Regions from separate parts of the Mus musculus genome. Here region 2 is linked to region 1. The links are chromatin contacts, called in public HiChIP or PLAC-seq maps. All regions are on one chromosome and are shown on one strand. The core of a region is the stretch at or near the end of the contact, and the rest is flanking DNA. Distances in the headings are between cores, read along the strand shown. Region 1 holds the start of Stat4 (signal transducer and activator of transcription 4). Region 2 overlaps Stat4 (signal transducer and activator of transcription 4).

The links. HiChIP or PLAC-seq counts read pairs in DNA pulled down with a chosen protein or histone mark.
Region 2: a contact with region 1 is called in an H3K27ac HiChIP or PLAC-seq map of the HPC-7 cell line, with 6 times the contacts expected there. The contact joins the enhancer-like site here to the promoter of Stat4 in region 1. A contact is called at or near these places in 1 of 39 promoter capture datasets (macrophages), 11 of 484 Hi-C or Micro-C datasets (CD4 T cells, CD8 T cells, the CH12 cell line and 6 more) and 8 of 115 datasets of contacts at active chromatin or transcription factors (CD8 T cells, the HPC-7 cell line, Th17 cells and 4 more).

Annotation. Positions count from the first base shown.
Region 1 is chr1:52,004,569-52,012,199 of GRCm38.p6, forward strand. Stat4 (signal transducer and activator of transcription 4) reads left to right here and starts at 3,672. Exons shown (of 24, transcript NM_011487.5): 1 at 3,672-4,160; 2 at 7,215-7,343. The coding sequence starts at 7,216.
Region 2 is chr1:52,055,923-52,063,512 of GRCm38.p6, forward strand. The region is part of intron 3 of Stat4 (signal transducer and activator of transcription 4); the gene reads left to right. Among named protein-coding and RNA genes, the nearest start is that of Stat4, 51 kb to the left of the region's middle. Within about 2 kb of position 2,414, at least 5 of the 459 cell types and tissues checked have an H3K27ac peak or open chromatin away from gene starts, as enhancers often do. A contact at or near this core is called in the HPC-7 cell line and bone marrow-derived dendritic cells, where this site is marked.

The sequences.
Region 1 (7,631 bases), core at 2,422-4,921:
CTACCAAAGATGAGAACCAATACATGCTTACTTAAATTGTTTTTTACAAGAAATGTCAGGAGATGGCGCTGACTTGCTTCTCTTTCTGGCACCCCCACCCCCACCCAATCCTTGGTAGAATAGAAAAGTGCAGTCAGGTGAATGGATGCGGAATCCACTCTGCCTCTCGCTTGCAATATCTATGATGCTTCCTGATGCAACGGACCTCTCTTTGGCCACCTATAAAATAAGGGAGAAGAGAAAGGTCGAAAACCAACCTTTGACCTCCAAAGTTCCCTAGAACTTGACAAATTACTGTTACCAACAGCCAGTATTTACTCCCCTATCTGGTTGCCTACATCGTATCTCTGACTTCACAGCCACTTTACGTGGCATCTATATTCCCATTTCTGCAGAAGGGGATTTGGCACTCAGACAGTTCAGGTAGGTTGCATTACCAGAGCCTGGCACAGCAGAGACTGAATCAAATGCTAATAGAGCACCCAGCCTAAGCTTTATAATCCAGCAACGGGGAACGTGTTTGGGGAAGAGATGGGGAGCCTGTGGGGGTTTTTCAGTTTGAGATTCTTCATAGGAAATTCATTTTATAACTTAGTTTGCTCGTTTTCCTTGGATATTTTGCTTCGTTTAGCTCTAAAGTGAGCCGGGGCAACGAAGGGACTCGCGTAGTTAGATTTGATTCAGAAAGAGGCACAGTGGCATTAGTGTACCTTCTGAGATGCCTCCATAAAATAGACCAGAGGATGAAGGCAGATACCTCTTTCAACCAGTCAATCAAGAAGCAGGTATTCCTTTAACAGAGACTCCCTCAGGAATCCCCCTTAAGTGACTGCAGTAGATAGGGGATGTTCCATATAGTGTGTGTTGTCAGTCATCTGCAGATCTCCACATGACCTCCAATATATCTTGAGGGGGTATGAGAGGTTAATCTATTTTTATAATAATGTTTTGCTTTTCAGTAGGCTGATATTTGCACTTGCTATCAAAGAAATGTTGAGCAAAACTATTGATGCTTTACTACGAGCAAAGGAGGCAGTGCCAAATGATATTAAGCTTTACTAAGTCTCAGACCTTCAAGGTACAACTTTTTAGTATGTATGGCAAAGTAGGACATTATATTTGAAGGCATACCTGGGCCTCTCAAGGAATAGCACTTGTTCAGTTGTCTGAGTGACCAAAGTGAGCCTGCCACTGCAGGAAAGCTGGCAAAACCCAAAACAGGGAAACTCTTACTCGCCATCATGAGCTGCACAGCTTCCCAGCATGTGAGAGGTCCATGGAGACATTACCACATGTTGATTTCTTCCATTGTAGATGAACTGTACCAGCATTCAGAGTGTCTGCATAATTCTGTGCACAAACGATTTCCAAATGACTACAAAACCACACGTGGATAATAGTTCCACTCAAAATGCAAGATGCAAAGGGCTGGGGTAAACCCAGTGGCAGAGTTCCTGCCTAGCATGCCCAAGGCCCCTGGTTTGGTCCCTAACCCAACAGGGAAAAGCCATACAAAGCAAGAGGCAGTCAGACTAATGGGTTTGCTGAAACTATATATATACATATATATATATATATATATATATATATATATATATATATATATATATATACACACATATATATGTGTGTGTGTGTGTGTGTGTGTGCATGTGTGTGTGTGTGTGTATGAAGGGTTTGATGTGGTCTCAGGTTCTACAATGCAGTTGGTTCCCAAGGAACCAGCACTTACTGAGTGTGTGGTTTCAAACAATAACTTTGGCAGCCAAAAGACTATCATGATGACTGTTTTCCATTTCTATTCTAAGTGATGTCAGTCTGGATTTTCTTCAAATATCTCAAGCAAAATAATGTTATACAACATATTAAATGCTGGAGCAGCTATGAGGATCCAGCTGTGTTCTCAAAACAGACATTAGAGAGACTTAGAGTGTAACTCAGGTCTAGAGAGGTAGTGTAGGCCTGTAATCCCAGCAGAAGGATCAGGAGTTCAAGGTCATATTATACAGTGAGTTTGAGGCTAGCCTGGGCTACTTGAGACTCTGTCTCAAAACAAACCCTAAAGCCACTTTTCTCACTCTACTTTTTTGCTGGAAGACATTTTTGTTGTTTACAAAGCATGTTCATTCTAACATATAATGGGCATATTATTGGAAGCATGAATAGCTTATCTCAGATCTGAATTTTCATAGAGTGAATAGCTGCAAAACTATAATACACAAATATGGGGGTCCTCAACAAGTTTTAAAAAGCAGAGATCTAGAAGTGTCTCAAAGAGAAAGAGAGCATACCCATTTTTGTACATGTACCTGAACAGTTAAATGTAGCGATAAAGACACAAAAAGCCAATGTGATTAACACTCTAAGGCAGGAAGTAAAAGTGGCGAGTAGTGGTCTCCACCTAAGCTGTCCAGAATGGCAGCCACCAGGGCTTTAGACACTGGAAAGAAATCCACTTACACTGCAGAATCTAGGTGTTCAATAGGAAGGAATACAAAGGATCTTAGGTAGCAATTTAAATGTTTTATTATAATTTAATGTTTTATTATAATTTAAATGAAGTATTATTATTTTGTAGATATTAGGTTACTTGTGCTGATTTCACCCATTTTTTTTTTCCACTTTAAATGTGTCTGGGACTAGGGAGATGGTGCAGTGAGTCAAGCACTTACACTCGGGTAAGAGGACATGAATGTGGATCTCCATGATTCATGTAAAGCCAGCTGTGATGGTGCCATGGCAAGATGGGAGACACGGGAACCCCCAGAAGCTTCCAGGCAGTCCAGGCTGGCTAACTCAGTGTCAACAGGAGACCATGTCTCAAACAGGGTTGGAGGCAGGGGCAACACTGGATATTGTTCTCTGATCTCTACTTGGGATCTATGGCATGCCAGCACTCACACATGCTCTGAACATATGCCTATATCCACACACAAATCGAAAGGGAGGGGGGAGAGACAGAGATTAAGAACATGAGGGGGATCAGAAAATGCAAGGAGTGTGTTCTGTTTCTCCCAGACAGCTGGTCAAGAAGAGTAAAGAAATTCAGCGTAAACAAACAAACAAAAACCTACTGTGGGTTTGGGGGCATTGTTACATCTTCACAAAGTCTAGGATTTCACTGTGTGTGGGGTGGCATGGGGGGGGTACCTGGTGAGAAGATGCAGTGGGGGGAACATCAGGAGTGAAAAATGACAGTGCCCAGACTTGTCTGAGTCACAGCCTCAGCTCCTGAGAGGGAGAAAAGTTTCCTGGGTAGGGTGTGAATGGCTTAGTTGTCACTTGGGAGAGAAGAATCCAGGTGGCACACCTGTGTGATGGCTGGTCATTGATATGATACAGGCTTTTGCCTAGGTATACTACCCTAGACACATGTGTATCCAGTCTGCCCATTGCTTTCCACCAGTCTGATTTATTTTGCTGAACTCTGGTAGAATTTTTTTCCTGTTCAAGGCATTAATATCTAAAGGAATCCGCTGGAAGTCAGTGATCCCTGAGAGATGACTGTCTATCTTAGTCCAGTGGCTATGTCTCTGAGTAACTTTGTTCACCTGCCTGGTCCTCAATGTCTTCAGAAAGTGAAATTTAGAACGGAAAGGAACCGAGGTTCCACCCAGCTCTGTGATTCTAGAACAGACCCATGTCATAAAGAGGGGAGCACACAGACTACAGGTACCAAGACAAGGTGGAAGCTGGCCAGAGAGGGCATACACCGAGAACTTTTACACGAGTTGCCACAAACCTGTGTAAGCCTGTCTTCTCACAAGACAGCAGACCCTGCTGTTGGTTGGTGTGTTGATGCTGGCTCCCTAGAAAGGATGGAGTTATGTCTAGGAAAACAGGAATCCCAGTCCTTCAGTGTGTACCTCTTACTCTACACACCTTGGGACAATTTGCATTTGTAAGAGTGGCTACTAGGGATGGGGCGGTGCTCTGCCAAGGGGGCTTCAGCCTGACTTTGTAAAGCGTTTCTAGAATAGAGTGGATAGGAACTGCCTAAAGTCCCAGGGACTCAAACACTGACGCACAGGAAAGCCTCAAGTGGGTGGAGAAATGCAAATCCCCTAGAGGAATGGCGTCAGCGGCTGTGGACCCTGAAGGCCGATTCTGACTTTGGACTTGTGCAGTGCCACTACCTGGACGGAGAGAGAGAGAGCCAGGTAAGCCAGGCAGCCCGCATCTGCGTGTGGCCTCTCCACAATAGGAAACATCTAGGCAGGATTCTTGGGGCGTCTTTCTACAATTGGTATTAACACGACTGGGGAGGAAGGGATGCCTATAAAAAGAAGGGTCCTACTCATTACACTCAGATCACTCAGAAAAAAAGTCTTCCAAAGACTTAAATGGAGATCTGGCTCCGGATCTTTACTGAAGGAGGGAGAAGTCGAGGCATCTCCGTGAAGCGGAGGGGTGGGTTGGGGGCTGTGCTGCTGCGGAGGTGTGTCAGCTAAGGGCTGGAAGACAGCCCTAATTTTCTTTAGCCAACGGAGGGCTGTGATATCTGACCCGAGATTGGCACATCTGGGTTTCAGGGAAACACCATCCCGCTAGGGTAGCCGGTGATTGTGGCTTTGAGAAGTGTGAGTGATGCTTAAAGTAGGTCGTCCCTTTGCAAAGAGGTCAAAGAGTCAACAGCACTGCTAGCACCCGGGAAATGGGCCTGAATGCAGGAATACCAGGAGGGAGCCGGCAGGCATCCAGGTTTTAGATGGAAAGTACTTGTCCTGAGACAGGACAATGAGCCCCTAGAGAGTGAAAACAAAGACACCCGCTGGAGGTCTGAACACCAAACAACAGCGACAACACCAGAACAAACCACCACCCCCCCCACCCCCAAAAAAAAACCCAACAAAAAACCTCGCTTTAATTTCTTAAAGTTTTAGAAAAGTAATTTTAAAAGGAACTTATCAAATCCACTCTCATTCGCTACCCTCCAGATCTTCTCCTTTTCTCCCTAGGGTATTTATTCCCTCTCAACTTTATGTGCTGGTTTGCTTGTTTGTTTATTTGTTTGGTTGGTTGATTCACGTAGTGATGCCTGCATGTGCATGGATGATGATGTGGGATTGGACGCAGACCCTGAACCATCAATTGCCAATAACTCCTCAGCCAGGGGTGGGACTTCCTGAGCTCCAAACGAGGTCTGAAGGTTTTCCTCTTTAGGGTACGCCAGGGAGAAAAGGGTCCTTCTGCACCTTGCTTCAGCCTTGGTTTGCAAGAGTGACTTATCTGAGTGATTTGACTGTAAGATAATAAAATTACCCTGCATTCAAATAACAAAATAGAAACAACAGAAACAGTGAAAGCGGCGACCCTGTCTTCAGCTCCTGACCTCCTGATGCCACTGGTAGAAGAGAATGCTCCAGTTCTGTTCCCAGACCTGGGAAGTTTGTCAGAGCTGCACGTTGTGGGCAGGATTCTCAATCCCTCTTTGGCGCTTGATTGTTTGTAAAGCCCAAGGTGCTTGCTATTCTCCCACCTATTCAGGGGCCCATCAGGAGGCCCAAATAAGCTTTCTTAAATTATTTACTTTACTAAGCACTCACAACATACCTGCAATGGCCAGCCATGAGGGCTCATAAACATAAAGTCATATACAAGTTCAAGATAGCTTCTCTCCCTATCTACATTTTTCTGAGAGAAGCACAACTTTTATTATTTTATTTATTGATTGACTTATATTTATACATTAGTATAGTTTATAACATTTAGTTATAAAGTTAGCTCAAGGAAAAGGTGTTTGAAAATGTTCCCACTGGCCGGGCGTGGTGGCGCACGTCTTTAATCCCAGCAATCGGGAGGCAGAGGCAGGCGGATTTCTGAGTTCGAGGCCAGCCTGGTCTACAAAGTGAGTTCCAGGACAGCCAGGGTTACAAGGAGAAACCTTGTCTCGAAAACCCAAAAAAAAAAAAAAAAAAAAAAGTTCCCACTGAAATCTGAAGACTCAATTTGTTCTATAAGCAAAGAGAAACGTCATACCTCCAAGATGTATTGAAATATTGGGGTGAAAGTTTTGCCCTTGACTTACTATTACTAATCAAGAAATCTGCATTCCAAAAGAGCAAAGGCAATAACTTAGTAACGTCAGGGGAATTAAGTCATACTGATTTTTCTATGCTAGAACGTACATCTACAGCCTCTGTGCTGGACAGAGTGGGAACATATAGGTTACACTAAAGGAGCACACTGCTCTGTGTTTACATTATAAAAATGGGATAGTTTATTCTACTTTAGTTAATTTGAGGGCTCAATCACTGTTAGATACAAGGTGACGTTGTATCTAAAAAAAGCTCTGCCCAACCGTAGCTCACTAGAGAACAATAAAAATGGATGCTGGCTTAGAAATAATTTTGCACTGGTATGACTCAAACGCGGGAGTGCACGCATGCAGTTCTTCAGGAAGCTGCCACAGAATGGAACTCTAGTCAGGCTAAAGCTCACTGTAGAGTCCCAACAAATATGAAATAAAAAAAAAAAAAACAGGCTGGACCATTTTTATGAAAAAGAAGCTCTGGGGAAGAAATGAATGAATAGGCCTCAGAAGGTACAGTCAGTGTGTTTGTGTGTGTGTGTGTATGTGTGTGTGTGTGTGTGTGTGTGTGTATGTGTGTGTATGTGTGTGTGTAGTGTGTGTGTGTATGTGTGTGTATGTGTGTGTGTGTGTATGTGTGTGTGTGTGTATGTGTGTGTGTGTATGTGTGTGTGTGTGTGTGTGTGTGTGTGTGTGTGTGTGTGTGTACGTGTACTTATTTGCATTCAACCTGCTCAAGGAGGGAGGGATAAGGAAGCATTTTGCTGACAATACAGTTTCTGTGCTAATCCCCGAGTCTATAGGGACAGCTGGGTAGGGTAGGGCATGGGGTGTTTGGGGAGGAGGGTGGGACTTCCTGAAACAGCAGCCTAGGAGGTCATGGTAAGGCAAGGAAGGATGTGGTTGAGGCAGAGGAAGAAAGCTGTCCTGCACAAGGGATAACATTTAAGAAAACACCAAGAGCAAACACTGGATGCTGAGTTTTAAATGCATTTTCTCCTTTCTTCGTTGAGATGCTATAAAAGTTGAGTTTTTCTCCTTCCTTTGAGAAACTATAAATGATTTCCCCCCTCCCATTAACTAATAACTAACAGCTAACTGAGGTCTGAGTCGAGAAGAAACCATGTCCCCTGGCTCCCAGTAAGCAATATTTTAAAGCTCTTACTTTGCCCTTCTTTTGTAGCATGTCTCAGTGGAATCAAGTCCAACAATTAGAAATCAAGTTTTTGGAGCAAGTAGATCAGTTCTATGATGACAACTTTCCTATGGAAATCCGGCATCTGCTAGCTCAGTGGATTGAGACTCAAGACTGGTAGGCTCAAATGCATTCCCTAGAAAATGATGGGCAGATGATTTGTGTCCTTTTTGTGTCCTAGTCATATATTCTATGGCCTGTTTTTGACTGAGTAGATGCATTCCTTTTGGTATATGTGTGTGTGTGTGTGTGTGTGTGTGTGTGTGTGTGTGTGTGTGTGTGTATTCAAGGTTTTGGAAATGCATCTCAAAGGCAAGGAACCATTTTTTTTTTCTGGTTTTATCTACTATAAAGGGAAACTTAATGGTTTTGTCTGTAAGTACCTCCTATTCCAATTGTCTTAGT
Region 2 (7,590 bases), core at 1,164-3,663, 50 kb after region 1:
GAAGCTGTTAGACCTCTAAGTGACTCAGCCAAAACCACTTACTTCAAAATCAAATATTTTTTTGTGTTTTTTTTTGTTCCACACCCATCTACAGGTTCATAAACAATGACTAAATAATGCTCTTTTAAGGTAGTAGTGATTTGAGAAGTCTATAGTAGTAGAATGAAAAGCACCTAAGTTTGCAGTGTTGTTTTTCTTCGTTTTCTAGATCTCTGACTCCTCACACATGATAGAACATCCACAGATGACATAATACCCATGCTTATGATGCATATCTTGCCAGATCGACCTGGGATTACAGCTGCCTGTAAAGTACCCTGTATACAGTCGATACTCACTAAATGTAGGGACTATTTTTGTGTGTGTGTCCAAATGTGAACGATAAGGTTAACATCTATCTTTCATCTCTTCCTACCATTTAAAATTAAACAGTTCCTCTATTGCAAGCTGTGAATTCCCTGTGGGCACAGAATTTGAGTCAGCAGAGTGGTCTCCAGCTTCTCTTTTGATTTGACTGACAATTTTCAAGATCAAAATTCATTTTTTTTTTTTACAAAAGCCTACAGAAATCAAAGTGAACTATCTGCCATGGTGTATATATATAATGTATATGTACATATATGTGTGTGTGCATGCATGTATATACTTTATCGCTTTTATTTAGTTTCAATCATAAAACCAACACATGCTTAACTATGTAAAAGACATTCTGGTAGCAAAGAATTGAAGTAAGAGTGAAAATATCCATCTTGAGTCTGTTGTCAAAGGTCATTGTAGATGAGGGCTTGTCACTTGCTTTTCTGACCTTTCTGTGCCGGGAAAATGTCGTCCTTAATGACATCTACAAAGCTGAGAGCTAATTATCTTATTCAGAGTCGCTTTTGGTGCTGTTCTTGTGAGTCCTCAAGATGCCAGGAAAGTTCCACTGTTCTTTATTCAAACGGCACAGTCTCAAGTTGTCTGAAGCTTCTTTTATGTTGGTAGTTTCATATTTTATATTTAAGTGTTTATATACTTGACTGAGCACAAACCATATTTCATTGGCTACATAATCAGTTTTGATCATTTCTGTTAAATTAAGAATACTTTTTTTTTGCTTTTGCTTTTTTTGTTGCTGATTTATGTATATGAGGTCCAAAACTCCTAACCTAACCTTGAAGCAACATAGAAACTCTGTTATTTAGAGTGCTTTACAAGTTACAAAGATCATTCCCAATTGTCTGGCATGTTCCTCACAATGACTACACAAGTATTATTCTCTCAACTAATAAGGCAATTGAAGAAATGAAGATTAACAAAAAAGTCACGAAGTTAACATCTGAGGCACAAAATCAAGTCTCGTGGCTGTGCAGAACTGGACAAAGTAATAGTTTCAAGTGGATTGTCTTCAATGGTACCTTGGTTCCTTGTTTCATTCTGGTGACTAAGTCCCTGAAAAAGCCACTTGAGACAGAGAGGTTATTTTAGTTCCCAGCTTGGCGTGGCAGGCAGCTGGCCATGCTATATTTGCAGCTGGAAAGCAGGCAGAGGGAGACACGGTGCTTGGTGCCCCCTCCCCTCTGTTACACAGCCCAGGACCCCAGCACATGGGGCAGCAGCACTCACACTCATGGCGTGTCTTCCTTCCCAGTCAACCTAACCTAGAAACACCCTCACAGATGCACCCAGATTTATGTCTCCTAGTGATTCTATAATAAGTATGTCAAGTTGACAATCAACAATAACGGATCAAAACAAATGTAGAACATTGTGCCCAGAATGTACTCTGAACTTAAAGAAGACATAGTTAGTACCTTTAAAAAGCATTTTCTTCAAAAAATATACAATAAACACACACACACATACACACACACACTTGCAGTTGAGGTTCAGTTAGTTAAAGTATGTTGGTATTGGCATGAATGCAAGACATTAAAAATGTATTCATTTTGGAAGCTGCGTGTACTCACAATAGCTTTGACTTCCAACACATGAAAGGCAGAGGCAGGTGGAATCTTTATGAGTTTGCGTCTAGCCTGGTCTAATAGTGAATCTCAGGACAGCCAAGGTACCTAATGAGACTGTCTGAAAGCAAAACAAAACACAAAACAAGAGCCTTTGAGAACCTACACCTCTCCCTTCTGTTTTCAAAGCCAGCTTTGTGCTGGGCATGAAACCATCAGCCTGAATCCCTAGTATCCCAGAGATAGAGAAGCCAGAGGGTCTAGAGCTGCAGACCATCCACAGATGCACAGTGCACGCAAGACCATCCTATGCTCTGTCCAGACTGAAGAACCCCAGACAGACAGGCAAACAGATAAGCAAACTCTGGTCTAATTTAACCTGGGGAACCTCTTCCTTCTACTTCACTCATTTCTAGCAAAAGGACAGCTTATAATGAGGTCTGGGTAAGAAATGTCACGTCAGTAAAACAAGTTTTAAGGAAGTCTTGCATTTCCTCAAGAACTGAGAGGAAAGTACAGAGTTCTCACATACATCCACAGCCCCCCACCTTCTCTCCTACCAGACAGACTCTTAAGTAGTGTATTAACATGGTACATTTATCACAACTGATGAACCAATAGAGTATTGTTAACTAAGATCTCTAACTTATATTAGAGTTCTACAGGTCTATGGAACGATGTCATGTTGGCACCGTAACATTACACAAGACAGTTTCATGGCTCCCCCATATCTGCTGTGTTCCTCCTCTTCAAACCCCTGACAACCACTGACTCTTTTACTGACCTTCCTGCTGTGTGTAGTGTGTGGTATGTGTGGGGGCACTTGTGTATATGTGTTCATGTGGGTGCACATGAAAGGAAAGGTCAGAGGTCAATACTGGGTGTCTTCCTCAGTTGTTCGCCACCTATTTTTTTTCTTTCTTTTTTTTTTTAAAGGCAGAGCTTTCTCTGAACTTGGAGTTTTCCAGTCATTGAGGCTGGCAGGCCAGTGAGCAACAGGACCCACCTATCTGCCCCACAGTGCAGGCATTACAAATGCATTCCACCATGCCAAGCATTTCCAATGGCACTGGACTCAAGCTCATGGACTAAACTGAGCAACCTGCCTAGATCCTTGCCCCCTAGTTCTAGTTTTCTTGAAATTATAAAACTGGAATATATTATATATACCCTTACAGGCTGACGTATTTCTTAGCAGTGTGTAAGTTTATTTTGTCTTCATAGTTTGATAACTCATTTCTTAATACTAAATAATATTGCCTTGTCTGAAGGCACAGTAGTTTACTTGACCAATTCTCCACCGGAGGGGCGTGTTTGTGGCTTCTAAATATTAGCAAATATTAATAGAGCTATTATAAACTTCTAATGTATAGATTGTACTTATATGTAAATAAGATTCCAGCTTCTTTAGGTAAATACTAAAGGGAGTGATTGATGGATCCCATGACAAGAGTGTTTATTTTTATAAGAAATTATCAAACTGTCTTCCCAAATCCCTGGGTGTTTTGCACACCCACCAGCAGTGACCGAGAACCCTCCTTCTTAATCAGAATGCATCTTATTTTGACACCTCTTAATTGCTGTTACCATGTGGCTGTCCCTATGTCATTTTCATTACGTGTGATGTGAAATCAGGTCATAGCTATTCATGTGGTTGTCACTTCACTTGAATTATACACTCTATTGCAATAACACGTTGTTTAATTGCTGTTTAAAATGTCATTAAAATACAACACTACAATTTATAGTACAAATAGTTATGTATACAGAATGAATCAAGAACGCATTTGTCTAATACACACTCGTTACTGGTTAAATGATCTACTTTTGTATTTTCTGGGAAAGCCACAATATGTGCTTTACAGGGTGTGTGAAAGGAAGTTAGAATTGTACTAAATGAATCCTGCCCTGCACAGCATTACCATTAAAATATACATCTCTGTATCAAAAAAGTCCTGCTGTCTTAGCAGAATATACTTCACTTCCATTACAATGCTACAGCAGAAAAGTGAAAATATGTGTTTAACCAAATAGGTCATGCTAGAAGGTGGGAGACTGATTTGCAAGACATAACATCGTTTGCACTTCTGGGGATCTGAATAATAGAAAAAGAAAGAAAATCCTTAAAGAGTGTAAGCATCAGATTCTAAAAAGCAGCTTATCACAGTCTCCTTGTATTGGTTGATTAATACAGTTGCTCTATATTTAATTTAAAACTGTACAACCATATGTAAGAACAACAGGGATGGAGAGATGGCTAAAAGGTTAAGACCATTTGCTGCTCTTGCAGAGAACCCAGGTTGAATTCCTAGTATCCACCCACATGGTGGCTCACAGCAATCTGCAATTCCAGTTTCAGGGATCTGATGCTTTCTTCTGACTTCTGCTGTCACTGGGCATGCACAAGGTACACAAATGTACATTCAGGTGAAACATTCACACACATAAACAATAAAACATCCTTGGTGGTATCATTGAAAGTAGACCACAGTAGTAGATGCACCCATCTAGTAGTAGAGGACACCTGTCTGAGCACTTAAGTAGTAACTGCCCTAGCTGTGTAGTGATGTGATTGCTAATCATGACAGTATGACTAGACCACCATACACACTCTTAGTCAACAAACCAGTTGGCCATTCCAGAAAGGATGTGAAGGCCAGTTCATGTCTGAGGACCTGCTACTGAGAACTTCTGGTAAAAGTTCCAGTATGAAGCCTTACAGAAAGAAGAGAGTAGCTGTGCTCTTGAGAGATTCATCACTGACATCCCCACAGCCCACAGGACGATGATTTATAGAAACACGTCAGACCACAAATCTGAGTATAAATGAGATTCAAAAAAGTTAATCCTAAATAAGCAAAGAAGTTTTAGGATTGTGTTAACCATATTTATTATGTATTTTCCCTTTTATATATGTATAATACTGGTACTCAGTTATCTTATCCATTTTAAAATAGAGGTCTTGAAATAAGATAAAACTAAGAAGCATTATACCAGAGTTAATCATCTTTCTTTAGGGTGAAAATTGTCATTGGAGGTAAAGTTCAGCTCATAGCCATGAGGGGCCTTAATTTCAAGAAATACATATCTTAATATTTCTATCAGAAACAGAACAACTTACAAAGTAGCTTTTGAAATAATTCTTCCACTGACTTATAAAATCAATAATTCAAACAAATCAGCAAGAAGACAGAAATTTATACAAAATAACACCTGACATAATAAATTAGAATAAATTACTTGTACCAACAACTTCAGAGTGCTCACTCCCTGCAAGTTAGCATGAATTTTTTATGAGTTATCTATACGCTGGGCCACAAAGCAAATATCAACAAACTTAGTGACTTTCATCATTGGAAGTCTCTTTGCGATCAAAATTAAACTATACTAGAAGTCATTTGTAAAGGAACATTAGAAGAAAATGACCTGCTTGGAAATTTCCACTACAATTACCAACATAGATGGAACTGAAATGACCAAAGGGGGCATTCTACAAATGCTGTGTAAAGTCTGATTCATTGATATAGAAAATCTAGAAGAGTCTACATGTGAAATTTTAGAATTATAAAAAAATACATTATTAGACTCAGTAACTTTGTTAGACTCAAAATCAATACGTAAATTTAATTATATTGCCATATCTAGGCCCTGAGAGGAAGATATCAGTTATTTTCATATCAAAACAATACCAAGTAACCAGAAGCAGCCCTAGCAAAGGATGTTTCAGATCTCTCATGGAAAATTAAAACTGTTTAGTAGAGAGACATTTTAACAAGCATGAGAAAGACTGGATTAGAACAAAACTATATGCATGCCAAATCTCCTTTAATTTTTCTAAAGATCCAGTGATATTGAAGCTGTCAATGAAGAGACAGAGACAGAGACAGGGAGAGGGAGAGGAAGAGGGAGATAAAGACAGACAGACAATGACAGAGACAGAGAAAAAGAACTATAGAGGGAGAGACACACACAGGCAGAGAGAGAGAGAGAGAGAGAGAGAGAGAGAGAGACAGAGACAGAGACAGAGACAGACAAGAGACAGAGACAGAGAGAGAAGGAGAGAGGAAAGAGAGACACACAGAGAGACACAGAGAGAAAGGGAGACAGAGTGTAGGGGAATATTATTATTCTGATTCTGAAATTTGCATGGAAATGCACAGAACCCTATTCTGCTTGCAATTAAGGTTTACCATAAAGTTCCAATAGTCCCACTGATGACACAAAGATGAGACAGATCTCTAAGAGAACTGAGCAGAGAAAGAAACCTCTCATGTTGGTGGGAACACAGGTTTTATGGCAGAACTGGGCCAACATTGCAAATCAGAGTTCTCAATGAATGTTGTTGGAACTGCGCACCCAAGGGGGTAGGGAGAAAGGTTCCTCACTTACTCCAAATGAACTGAAATTAACAGCAACACTAGTTTATCAGGGTTACAAGTATTCTTACTCTTAATATCCAAAGTTACCCTCATTTTACCAATAGAAGCCCTGACTAGTGTACACCATGATAAATTTGTAGCAGTAGCCACAGCCATAAACAACTTTTACAACTCACAATCCCAATGTTCTTCTAGACTCAAAAAGGCATAGAAAACAATCCCCATGACAGAAACTTAGTGAACGGTTTATTAAGCACACCATTAAAAATACTAATCGCTGGGGAAAATACCAATAAATCTGACTTTGTTGCAACTAAAATCGCTTGTTGATTGACACTAGGACAGTGAAAGGGCACCACAAAGAGCAGGGGCCTTTGTAAGATGTCGGAGGGCCACTGCAGAGAGCAGGGACCTTTATAAAACCTTGGTATAGTAAGCAGAAGAATTCCACACACATCAGGGTTCATTTTATTGCTGTTCCGTGAGCTATGTACATGGTCACTACTCACAGGTGAGCCTGAACACATTTTTAATACTTAGGAAAGTGAAATAGTAATTTGGCACTGAATAAACGGTTGTTTTTCACAAGACATTTTGTCTCAAATATTAAAGTGAGGCATTACATTAGAGGGTGTTAAAGAAGAAAATGAACATGTATTAGTTAATGAAAAAAGTTTTGATGTCTGGCCCTTAAAGGAGAGGAGCGTGTGATTTAATCTCACAGATCTGGAGGAAAGCAGAGGCAAAGCAAGGGGAAGGAAGTTGAGCGTTGACAGGAAAATGACGATCACAGCCATGTTGTGAGCAGCACCCGGATCGGAGACGACATCAGTGTGTCTGCAGCATTAGAGGAACCCTTCATCCCAGAAGGACAAATTCACAGTTTATATTAATAACACAGTTTGCAAATTATCCCTAAAAGAAACCCTTTTTAGCAAGGAAACATTTTTAGTGCCATTAAGGTAAAAAAGGAGAAAATAGGTTTGTTGAGGGGAGCTGGCAGGGGACTTTACGGCAAGCTATATGAAAAGAACCAAGAGATATCAAAATTAGCAGGAATAAATTCACATAGACTGAAATGTAGACATGTTAGAAACAGCTATTAAAAAGAATGAATTGATGAAATTCCTAGGCAAATGGATGGACCTGGAGGGCATCATCCTGAGTGAGGTAACCCAATCACAAAGGAACTCACACAATATGTACTCACTGATAAGTGGATATTAGCCCAGAAACTTAGGATACCCAAGATATAAGATACAATTTGC